Linked DNA regions of Capsicum annuum: region 2 is linked to region 1. A link is a contact called in public Hi-C data. All regions are on one chromosome and are shown on one strand. The core of a region is the stretch at or near the end of the contact, and the rest is flanking DNA. Distances in the headings are between cores, read along the strand shown. Region 1 has its middle 13 kb from the start of LOC107873982. Region 2 holds the start of LOC107873998.

Region 1 (5,182 bases), core at 776-3,275:
AAGACAAAAATAGTATATCATACATCAGATTCAAAAGGATCAAGAGGACAAACGTTTGAGTTCTCCTAAAAACGTTTTAAGTTCCCTAGTATTTTAATTGCTTTCTAATGGATGATCCATCTGTTATAACAGATTTTCGATCTGTTTGATAATTTTCAACAGATGAATCATCTGTTCCAACATGTTAGTTATCTGTTGATTCAAATTAAACAATTATTAGTAATAACTAAATTGATTTATCTAAAATTAAAGACAAGGCTTTAAGACAACGGGACAAACATTTGAGTTCTCCTAAAAATGTTTGAGTTCCCTAGTATTTTAATTATTGTCCAACAGATAACCTATTTGTTGCAACAAGTTAGTCATTTGTTGCAACAAATGCTTATAACAGGTTAGTCATTTGTTGATTCAAATTAAGTAATTATTAATAATAATTAAATTAAATTAATTAAAATTGAAGACAAGACATTAGACAAGGGAAAAAACGTTTGAGTTCTCCTAAAAAACGTTTGATCTTTACTGTTTTAAATTATTTTTCAACACATATTTTGTCTATTTAATAATTTCCAACAAATGAGTCATATGTTGCAACAACTTAGTCATTTGTTGTAACAGATGTCTATATTTGTTTGATAATGTTCAATAGATGAATTAGTTGTTGCAACAAGTGAGTCATCTGTTGCAACAGATGTCTATATCTGTTTGGTCATTTTTAATAAATGTTTTTATTTGTATGGTCATTTCTAACAGATTACTCATCTGTTGTAACGTGTTAGTAATTGATACAAGAATAATCCCGGATATGGATTTATGAGAGTGTGTGTTGGATCCGAGACTTGGTGTGTTTAATTGAAGAGCCAAAGAGGACCTAATTATGCACCCAAAACAGTCCAAACACTACACTTGGGCTACACTTGATGGGAGCCCATCACTTAAGGGCCTTTTGGTCATTTTTAGCTTTCATTTTGTAATAACTGTATAAGTAACATGTTGGGGCTTCCATTAGTAGTTTTTGGATGATATTTGTAAGTCTTGTAAGACTTGAAACACCATAGCTAGGGCTTGGAAAACCCACCAACCGAAACTAGGATAAGATTTAGTGTGGAATCACTAGTGATTGTAAATTGCTTGGAAACATTGATGCTTGGGAGGTGGAATCCGAACTTGTATTTTTGTAAGAGATTGGTTTATTGTTGTGTGTAATGTTAAGGGTCCAAGATTGTCCATTCTTGGGTTCTTAAGATTATGCCTTTATGTGGTCTATCTATCTATCTATCATTTTACCTTCTTGTAATCTTGTTTATTGTTTGTGTTATAATCTTATGTTCTTGTTGTTATTGTTAAATCCGAATATTGTGTCTTCTTGTTTATCATCTTGAGTTCATTTTATTCTTGTTCTTGTTGTTGTTTTGGTGTTAAAACACACAATTATATCTTGTATTCTTGTTGTTGGTAGTGAATCCGAGAGTGGTTTCCAAAAAGGTCCTCGGATCCTTAAGATTTGCAGACTGTTTTGGAGTTGTTTTGTGTTTCCCTTGTTGTTCTTGTATAAGTAATCTATTGATTCAAATTAAGTCATTATTAGTAATAACTAAATTGATTACTAAAATAAAATATGAATTAATTAATAAGCTCAATTACAGTTTTAATTAATCTCATGGTAATTACACGATCAACTAAATATGTTCGTCCTGAGTAGAGTGATCAATTGACGAATTTTATTTGAAATGATTCAAACTAAGTCATCACTAGAAATAACTATTTTGATTTAACTAAAATTAAAGATGAATTAGTAAGTTCAATTACGATTTCAATCAATCTCGTAGTAATTACATGATCAATTAAGTGTTTCGTACTGAGTAGAATGATTAATTGACCAATTTTATTTGAAATAATTCGAATTAAACCATTATTTTTTTTAAAAAAAATAATTCGTGGTATTTTCCATTTATAAAGAAACAAAGTACACTATTGAGTAGGCTTGGAGTCCTACTCATCTGCTTTGAGAGGTCGACAGGCCAACCTCTTTATTAAAAGCCAGTCACTACGGGATCTCCTAATCCAGATGGGCTACTAGGGAGGGTTGAAACAAATTTCCCTATCTTTCAATTGTTTGATTCAAAATGATACCATTTCCAATTTATCTAATCTTGCTAGACCCCTACATTCCTTTGGAAGATTCACAAAAGTAGTGAATATGAGCTTTCTTTTATGGGCGTGACTGTATGCCGCTAATTTGTCTGCAACTCTGTTTCCTTCGCGATAGCAGTGCTGAACTTGAAATTTCTCCAACTCCATCCATTTTCTAATTTCCTCGACCGCTTGCATTAGTCTCCATGGTACTGTACTTTCTCCTTTAACGCATTGTAAGTAGTTGAGAATCTGCTTCAACTACCTGTACGTTTGTATTATATACTCTGCTCAACTGCAACCCAATTTGCATCGCTTGGCATTCAGCCCAATTGCTAGTACCCTGGCCTAAATATATCGAAAATGCTATCTTTATGTTGCCTACAGCATCTCTTATAATCCCACCCACTCCACACAATTCCACCCTGACAACTTCCGTCCCCTTGGAGGCTTGTTCCACCTCACCACTTTGTGTGTTCTTATGTTCATTTTTCTATCCACTAGATGTTGTAGTTGTACCCACGTTCGTGTGATGCAAAATTCCTCAAATTTCTCGCCTATCAGGTCAAAAAGATTTTTTAGGATAAAATTCTCTCACCTGTGTGCAAAAGCTTTCTCCATACGATATTGAGCAGTATTTCTCGACCTCCACAACTCCCACGTGATAAGATCGGAAAGGACTTTGACTATAAAAGCAGCAACCGGGTTGACTGATTTACACTTCCACCACTTTATGGGATTTGACTAAGGTGAAGACCCGCTAAACTAACTCCCACCAATCCAGCAAATTTTTTCCAGATTTCTTGGACAAGAGTTCCTTGTCTAAAAATATGCTCAACATCTTCTGTAATTTGGGTCGGAGGTGTACAACAGTAACATGATGGGTCCACATTTATTCCAAATTTGCAAACTTTTTCATCCGTTGGCAGTCTATTATGGACTGCTCTCCAAGTAGCAAAGACCATCTTGAAAGGTATCATTTTATACCATAGATGAGAGTAAAATTCAGACGGATCTCTCTTTTGACGCAATATCGCCCACATTGAGGAGACTGTGAAGTTGCTTTTTGTCGTAACCTTCCATATCGCCCTATCGCGTTTCTCATTATTGAGCTTTACAATTTGTTTCATCACCTTATTTTGCGCTAGTTCAGGGATGTCAAAATCCAATGCCTCTAGGTGTCATTCTCCTCCTCTATATACTGATGCCAGTGAAATTTCCTTGGGTTTTGTGCCATCCTCCATATATCTTATCAAAGGAACCTCTCCTGTCCAGTTATGATACCAAAAGGATAATTTTCCATCACCTGGTTTCCACACCATGTTCTCCTCTAATTTTTCTATGACTCGTGACATATCCCTCCAGTGAAGTGATTGACCAGGATACCATTTTGTTACCGTGGGTAGCATAAACTCCTTCCATAATGTGTTCCCAGTTCTAAGGTTCCACCACGCCTTTGCTGCCAGTGCTTTGCACGTGTCTTTAATTCTCCTAAACTGAGCACCCCCTTCTTTGTACGGATAGCATAGGTACTTCTACGCAACCCAATGATGTCTATCATTGCTGTCCGACCCCTTCCAAAAGAAGTTTCCAAACACATTTTCAATTTATTTGATTACTTCTTTTGGTGGATGTATTATTGTCAGTAGATGAGTGGGGATTGCCTGAAGCACATGCTTTATCAAGATTGCCTTAACTCCTGCCAAAAGAAATCTTGTTTGCCATCCCCGTAGTCTATTTGTCACTTTAGCTATCATCTCTGAGAAATGAGCAATCTTTTGTTTTCCAAGAATAAGTGGACAACCTAGATATTTCACTGGAAATTGCTTAATCTGCATCCCTGTTATCATTGTTACTCTACTCCTTGTGTTTAGAGATGATTGTGGCTGAAGCATCAAACAACTTTTTAATTTGTTGACTCTTTGTCCCGACACGCTCTCATACTTCTTTAATGCCTTCATCATCAATTTCAAAGATCTCGTATGCCCACTTGTGAAGATGATGACATCGTCCGTAAAAGCTAGATGGCTAATTTGGGGTCCATTTCTTCTCATGTAAAAACCACTGTAATTTCCGCATTGCTGGAGATCATTCAGCAATATTGAGAGTAACTCGGCCCCAAGAACAAATAATGACGGTGAAAGTGGGTCCCCTTGTCTCAGGCTGTTGCTCGATTTAAAGAATCCGTGCCTCTGCCCGTTGACTATAATTGAATACCAGTTGTTTGAGATGTGTCTTAGAACCATATCTATCCACTGGTGTGAGAATCTTAGTTTTTCCATGATGTTACTTAGGTATGACCATCCAACCCTGTCGTATGCCTTTGCCATATCTAGCTTCATTACCACATTTTCCCCTTTTTGCGATTTCCTGATGTCTCCGATTATTTCTTGTGCTAATAAGATATTTTCTGAGATCATTCTTCCTTTCACAAATCCCGACTGATTATTTAAGACAATTCTTGGCAGGATTGAGGCTAGCCTAGCATTGAGGATTTTTGCCATGATCTTGCTTGACAAATTGAATAGGCTTATGGGCCTGAGATCTGTCAATTGTTGGGGGTGCTCAACTTTTGGAATCATCACAAGGCACGTCAGCCTCCTAAACTTTCTTCTTTAATAATGTCCCAACAATGTTGGTGGAATAGTGCGCCCAGTCCATCAGGCCCTGCTGCACTATCTGCATTAATTGAGAAAACACACTCTCACTTCCTCCATGTTGGTAATGCCGTTAGTATTTCATTATCTTCTTTTATCACTTTAGCAGAAATTTTTATTCAGGATAGGGTGATCTCCCATTGCCTCACCATGGTAAAAAATTTGATGGAAGTAGTTAATTGTCGCATCTGCTATGTTGCTAGTTCCTTCCCGCCATACTCCATCATTATCCTGAATTTTCTGCATATTCAACCTCTGTTTTCTTCCTTTTATCACATTGTGAAAGTAGGCAGTATTTTTATCCCCCTCTTTCAGCCACTTTGCTTTTGCTTTTTGTTGTAATACCGAGTCTTGTAGCTTTAGAAATTGGAGATATTGTGCCTTCTTGAGATTTA
Region 2 (5,182 bases), core at 1,785-4,284, 88 kb after region 1:
TGTATAGATATCGAAGGAATTTGAATAGAAGGAACTACAGGAATCTCAGCCCCATCGATTAGCCAATCCTTGTAGTAAACTGCAAACTGAGAAGTACATTTGTCCAGATTTTCACTGTACAATTTGTCAAGTAGCTTCAGCTTTCTTGACTTATTACGTAAATCATCAAGAAAATTAGCTTCTGAATCATACCAGTCCTTTAAATGTGAAAGATGAGGAAGAAACATGCGATCCCACAAATCAGTCAGCAAACTAGTCCTTGCTTGAAAAGGTGAATCGCAGAAAACTTGCAGGAGGTGCTTTGCAGCGCTACGGTCCTTCTTCTGTATCTTATATATTACACTGAGATACAGATGAGCACAAGCTGCCAATTTAGAATTGGGAATTCCAGACGTAAACTGATCCCGTAACTCACCTGAATTCAACCCAGTTATTATACTAAGCTGCAGTGAGGCTTTCTTAAGCTCTCTCTCATTTGCACAATCCTCTGCAGCTCTTTCTACTGTTTCGATAGCCTGTTCTAGAGTGGCTATGATCTTGCTTTCAGTATTCAGGCCTTCTTCAGATCCAACAAAATTTAGGGAAGCAAAACTATTGTGACGAAGCGATGTCCTAAAATCCTCATCTCGGAGAAAACATTTTATATGCCCGCTCAAGATAGAGATAACGGCTTGAATAGCTACTTCATCAAAAGCAGGAACAGCTGCATTGTGCTCAATCTCCCCGTAACTTTTGTTGGTTAGTGAACTTCTAGCTGATCTGCTGTAGGACGTCTCCGGCTGTTCCATATGCTTCTGATAATTATCTCTAAAGCTTGGACGTCCTGAAATATGTTTGCTCGAATTATTGAGACATTTTGTTGTTGCTCGTGTATCTTTTCCGAAGGATTCTCTCTTTGCTTCTGCTTCCTCACTTCTGCTAGAAGACTTGCCTTCGCCGTCATTTCTGTAAGTTCGATTTGAGTATATACGGTTGTATCTCAAATCATTTCGCTCTTCGACCTCAACTATCTCATTGCTTTGAGAAGCATTAGCAGATAGAAACTCATCGAAAGAACTAATACTTATCCTCTTAACATCTGATGATAGATCGCAAGAGCCCATTCTGTGCTTACTTTTCAAGTCATGCCGGGGGATATCAGATTTTATCCTCTCCGTCTTTTTTGCACCTGATGAAGCGACATACTTATAAGGATCTTGAAGTCGGTAAATAGGACCACTCTTTCCCTTTGTTCCCGATGAAGCTCTAGGCATCGTTTTTGACATCCTCCTATTGAATCCTTCCTTTGCGAGGAGGTCCTCCAGTGACATGGCCATCTTCTCTCAAAATATCAGACCACCTAAAGAGAATCATGAAAAGAGATAGTTCAGCCTATCTCAACTTTATTGTTCTTCTAATTTAAAAAAAAAAAAAACAACTTTCCAAAGCAAATAGGCTAATTATGCAGCCTACTAAATCAAGTACAAAAAAGGAAGTGCTCAAGAAACATAAACATGAGCAAACCATAAACAAAGGCGGATCTACAGTACTATTTATGGGTTCACGTCTTAGTAGCTTTAGCACGAACTCTATATATGTATAACTAAAAAAAATACTTTAGTGTGAACTCAATTATTATTGTATATTAACTTAAGGTTGTTGTAGGAACCCAAAAACTTCAAATCCTGATTTGCCTCTCACCATAAACAAGAAATACGAAAAAAGCAGTACCTTTTTAGTTTGTTTTATCTTCTATCAAAACAACAACAACAACAACAACAAACCCAGTGTAGTCTCATAACGGTGTCTGGGGAGGATAATGTGTACGCATACCTTATCCCTAAAAGAAAAGACACATAACACCTCATCGAGAACCAATTATTTCTTTGATCTTTATAGATGAACTTGGGAGCGGAGCCACCTTGTACTAAGGGTGGTCAGGTGAACTCATCGAGAACCAATTATTTCTTTGATCTTAATAGATGGACTTGGGGGCAGAGCCACCTTGTACTAAGGCCTGACCTTGTCGGAAAATTATACCGCGTGTGTAAGTAAAATTCTATTATATTTGGTTAAATATAAAAGTTTGAACAACCTTAGCGCATCTGAGGGATGTAGCTTAGCGGTGACCCTCCAAGAACAAAAAGGACATAATCAAGAAACACAAATATGAGAATATCTTAAAGAATACCTTCGAAAACGGAAGTAACTTTGAGCTTGTTTAGGATAGGGAAAACTTTTAAAATAGCGATTTCATCTATCTTCTAACCAAAACCCAATAATCCTAAGTCAACACTCCAACTATGCAACTCAAGAGTGTGGTTTAGTGGTCAATGAAGTGGTTGAGAACCACACGGTCTGAAGTTCAATTCTCCAACGGAAACAAAAACATCAAGTGATTTCTTCACAATTTGCCAAAGCCTTGATGGACATAATTACCCAGTAACTATGTTGGTGGGAGGTAGCATTTGTCCCATGAAATTAGTCAAGGGGCACGCAAGTTGAACCGGCCACCACAATTATCAAAAGAAAAGAAGACTTCAATTAAGCAACATACCCTCCAAGGACATAATCAAGAAACACTAAGTATGATCAAAACCTTAAAAAAGGAAGTACCTTTCAACTTGTTTTATCTTCTACACCACAAACCAAACAAGAAAAACACATAAAACCCACCAAGAACACAATCAAGAAACACAAATATGATCAAAACCTCAAAAAAAGGAAGTACCTTTCAGGTTGTTTAATCTTCCACCCCATAAACCAAACAACTAAAACACATAAACCCCATCAAGAACACAATTATAAACATAAACATGAGCAAAACCTTCAACAACAACTAAGAAAAAGGAAGTACCTTTCAACCTTTTTTATGTTCCATCAAGACACCTCATAAAACCAAACAAGAAAAACACACAAACGCCCACCAAGAATCACTTATTTTCTTTAATTTTCTTGATTGTAAACAAATAAAAACTAAGATATTGATGAAAGAAAAACTCAAAGGCCATTGCATTAATAATAAACAGATGAATAAAATTATGCTAAAGGTTACACTAGGCAGCAAATGCAAGAAAGGAGGGAAAAGAGAAAAGACAAATAGAAGCTGTCAAGTACAATATGCTAGTTAAAATCACTTGTCTCCAAAGTCATGAAGTTAGAAATTTCGTTAATGATATTCAACATTTAATATATATACGTACGTAAAATTACTTTTTAAACTATATATTTAGTATTTCCTCCATTTAAAATGAATGACTTACTTTGATTTGGCACAAAGTTTAAGAATATAATAAAGACTTTTGAATTTTAGCCTTAAATTAAAGTTATGTCAAAGGTACTAAAATACCCTTTAATCTTGTGGTCCTAAACATGTCATGCGGAAAGTTGAAATTAAAGTATTATCAAAAAAAAAAAAAAAGGGTCATTCTTTTTTAAACGAAGGAAATATAATTTTTTACATGCAACGAAGAGTGTTCAACTAACCGCAATTTGATACAACAATATTAGCTATTTGTACTACACCTACTATGATGGGAATGTTTGTCTTTGAATATGGATTAAAGTATATAATAAGGTTTTGTTTAGCTGAAGTTATATTTCTTTGTTTATTAATTTTTGGCAGGCCAAAAGCCTTAACTGTTTCAATGGCCGTTCCCTCCATTGCTTTCAAAGAATTTTTTATAAAAATACAAATTATGATCTCCAACTTTGGATGTGCACATACGGCGTTCTACGTGGTTAATTTTTCTCCTACATGACATTCTATATGTATCTTGATACGTAGTACGTGTGTGTCTATTTATTCAACTTTATACAAGTTTAAGTGTCTACTTGTGCACACTCGAAGTTAGATAGCATAGATAAGTGGCGGAGTCAGAATTTTCATTGAGGGGTTCAGAAGTATATATACGAATTAGTCGAACGGGGTTCAACCTTGCTAAAAAATATTTTAACCATATAAAAATAGTATAAAACTAGTATAATTTTCTGTCAAAGGAGGTTCGGATGAAACCCTGGAGTAAAGGGGACTCCGCCATTGACATAGATGTGATTTGAGGCTAAGTGAAGAGTAATGTACTAATGTTTATGTATTAGTAAAAGTTACGTAAATTTCAATCATTTTGGAGTCGATTACTCCCTATCTCATTTTTTTTGTTAAATCTCTGATTTAGATATACAAATACATCGCATCTTTTTCAAATAGATCACTTAATTTTATATGAATACATCACATTCATTCAAATACAACATGTGAGAGTTTTGTAGTGGGATATATGCATGTTGGAGTTTTGTAGTGCTTACAAGCCCATAATTTGAAATTTCAAAAGTTGGTAAGTGTGTTTTTTATTCAATTAGTCGTTTGGCCATGAAATTTTTTTACTTTTATTCAAAAATAGGATGTGTTTGGACATGAGAATTCCAAATATAATTTTGAAATTGTATTTGAAAAAGTGAAAACGGTATGTGTTTGGCCACGAGAATTCCAAATACAACTTCAAAATTATATTTGGAAAAATGAAAACAAGTTTTACTTATTTTCACCTTTTTCACACATACTTTTCTCACAAAGTTTCAAAAACAACTTTAATTTATATTCATGGTCAAACACAACTCCAACTCCAACTTCAATTTTAACTTCAACTCCAACTCCAAAAAATTATGATTTTCGTGACCAAACGGGACGGTCTATTATGGCTTGTAGTTTGTCATCATTTCCTTTCTTAAGAATTTTCATATGGGCCTTTCTAATTGGCCCATGTTGATGTTATAGTTGACACGGGCCTTTCTAATTGGCCTAATTGATGACATAGCAACTATATATGAATCTCTTTTTAATTCTTATTACATTTTTTAACCTAAAATATTTGTTACGTTTCATTGAGGGCTTCTATACACTTTAATCGCAATTCCTTTTTCAAATAATTATATTCATAAGAGAATTTTAGTTTTTAATAATATTTTCGTATAGTTTTTAAATATTTAATTTTTAAATTAATCTAGCCTAATTTAATTTTAAAAACTAGTTAAATTAAAATTAAAAAATGATGTGTGACAAAATTTAAACAAATTTTGAAGCTAAAATTTCTCTTAGAATTGGAGTGTCATATCTTAGTATAACTTTTATTCTTAAACCTTCAATAATTTAGCTTCTGTAGTGACTTCTAATGTGCTTATAAAGGCATGTCTAATATGCCAAGAG

Evidence for each region. Hi-C and Micro-C count contacts between places; a contact is called where the count stands out from the background.
Region 2: a Hi-C map of leaf shows a contact between it and region 1, with 2.2 times the contacts expected there. The contact joins the promoter of LOC107873998 here to the enhancer-like site in region 1. A contact is called at or near these places in 3 of 5 Hi-C or Micro-C datasets (bud, leaf and placenta).

What each region holds. Positions count from the first base shown.
Region 1 is chr1:44,689,341-44,694,522 of UCD10Xv1.1, forward strand. No RefSeq gene overlaps it. Among protein-coding and RNA genes, the nearest start is that of LOC107873982, 13 kb to the right of the region's middle. Within about 2 kb of position 2,026, at least 2 of the 5 cell types and tissues checked have an H3K27ac peak or open chromatin away from gene starts, as enhancers often do. A contact at or near this core is called in leaf, where this site is marked.
Region 2 is chr1:44,776,432-44,781,613 of UCD10Xv1.1, forward strand. It overlaps LOC107873998, which reads right to left and starts at 3,035. Exons shown (of 2, transcript XM_047396430.1): 1 at 2,837-3,035; 2 at 1-1,339. The coding sequence starts at 1,316.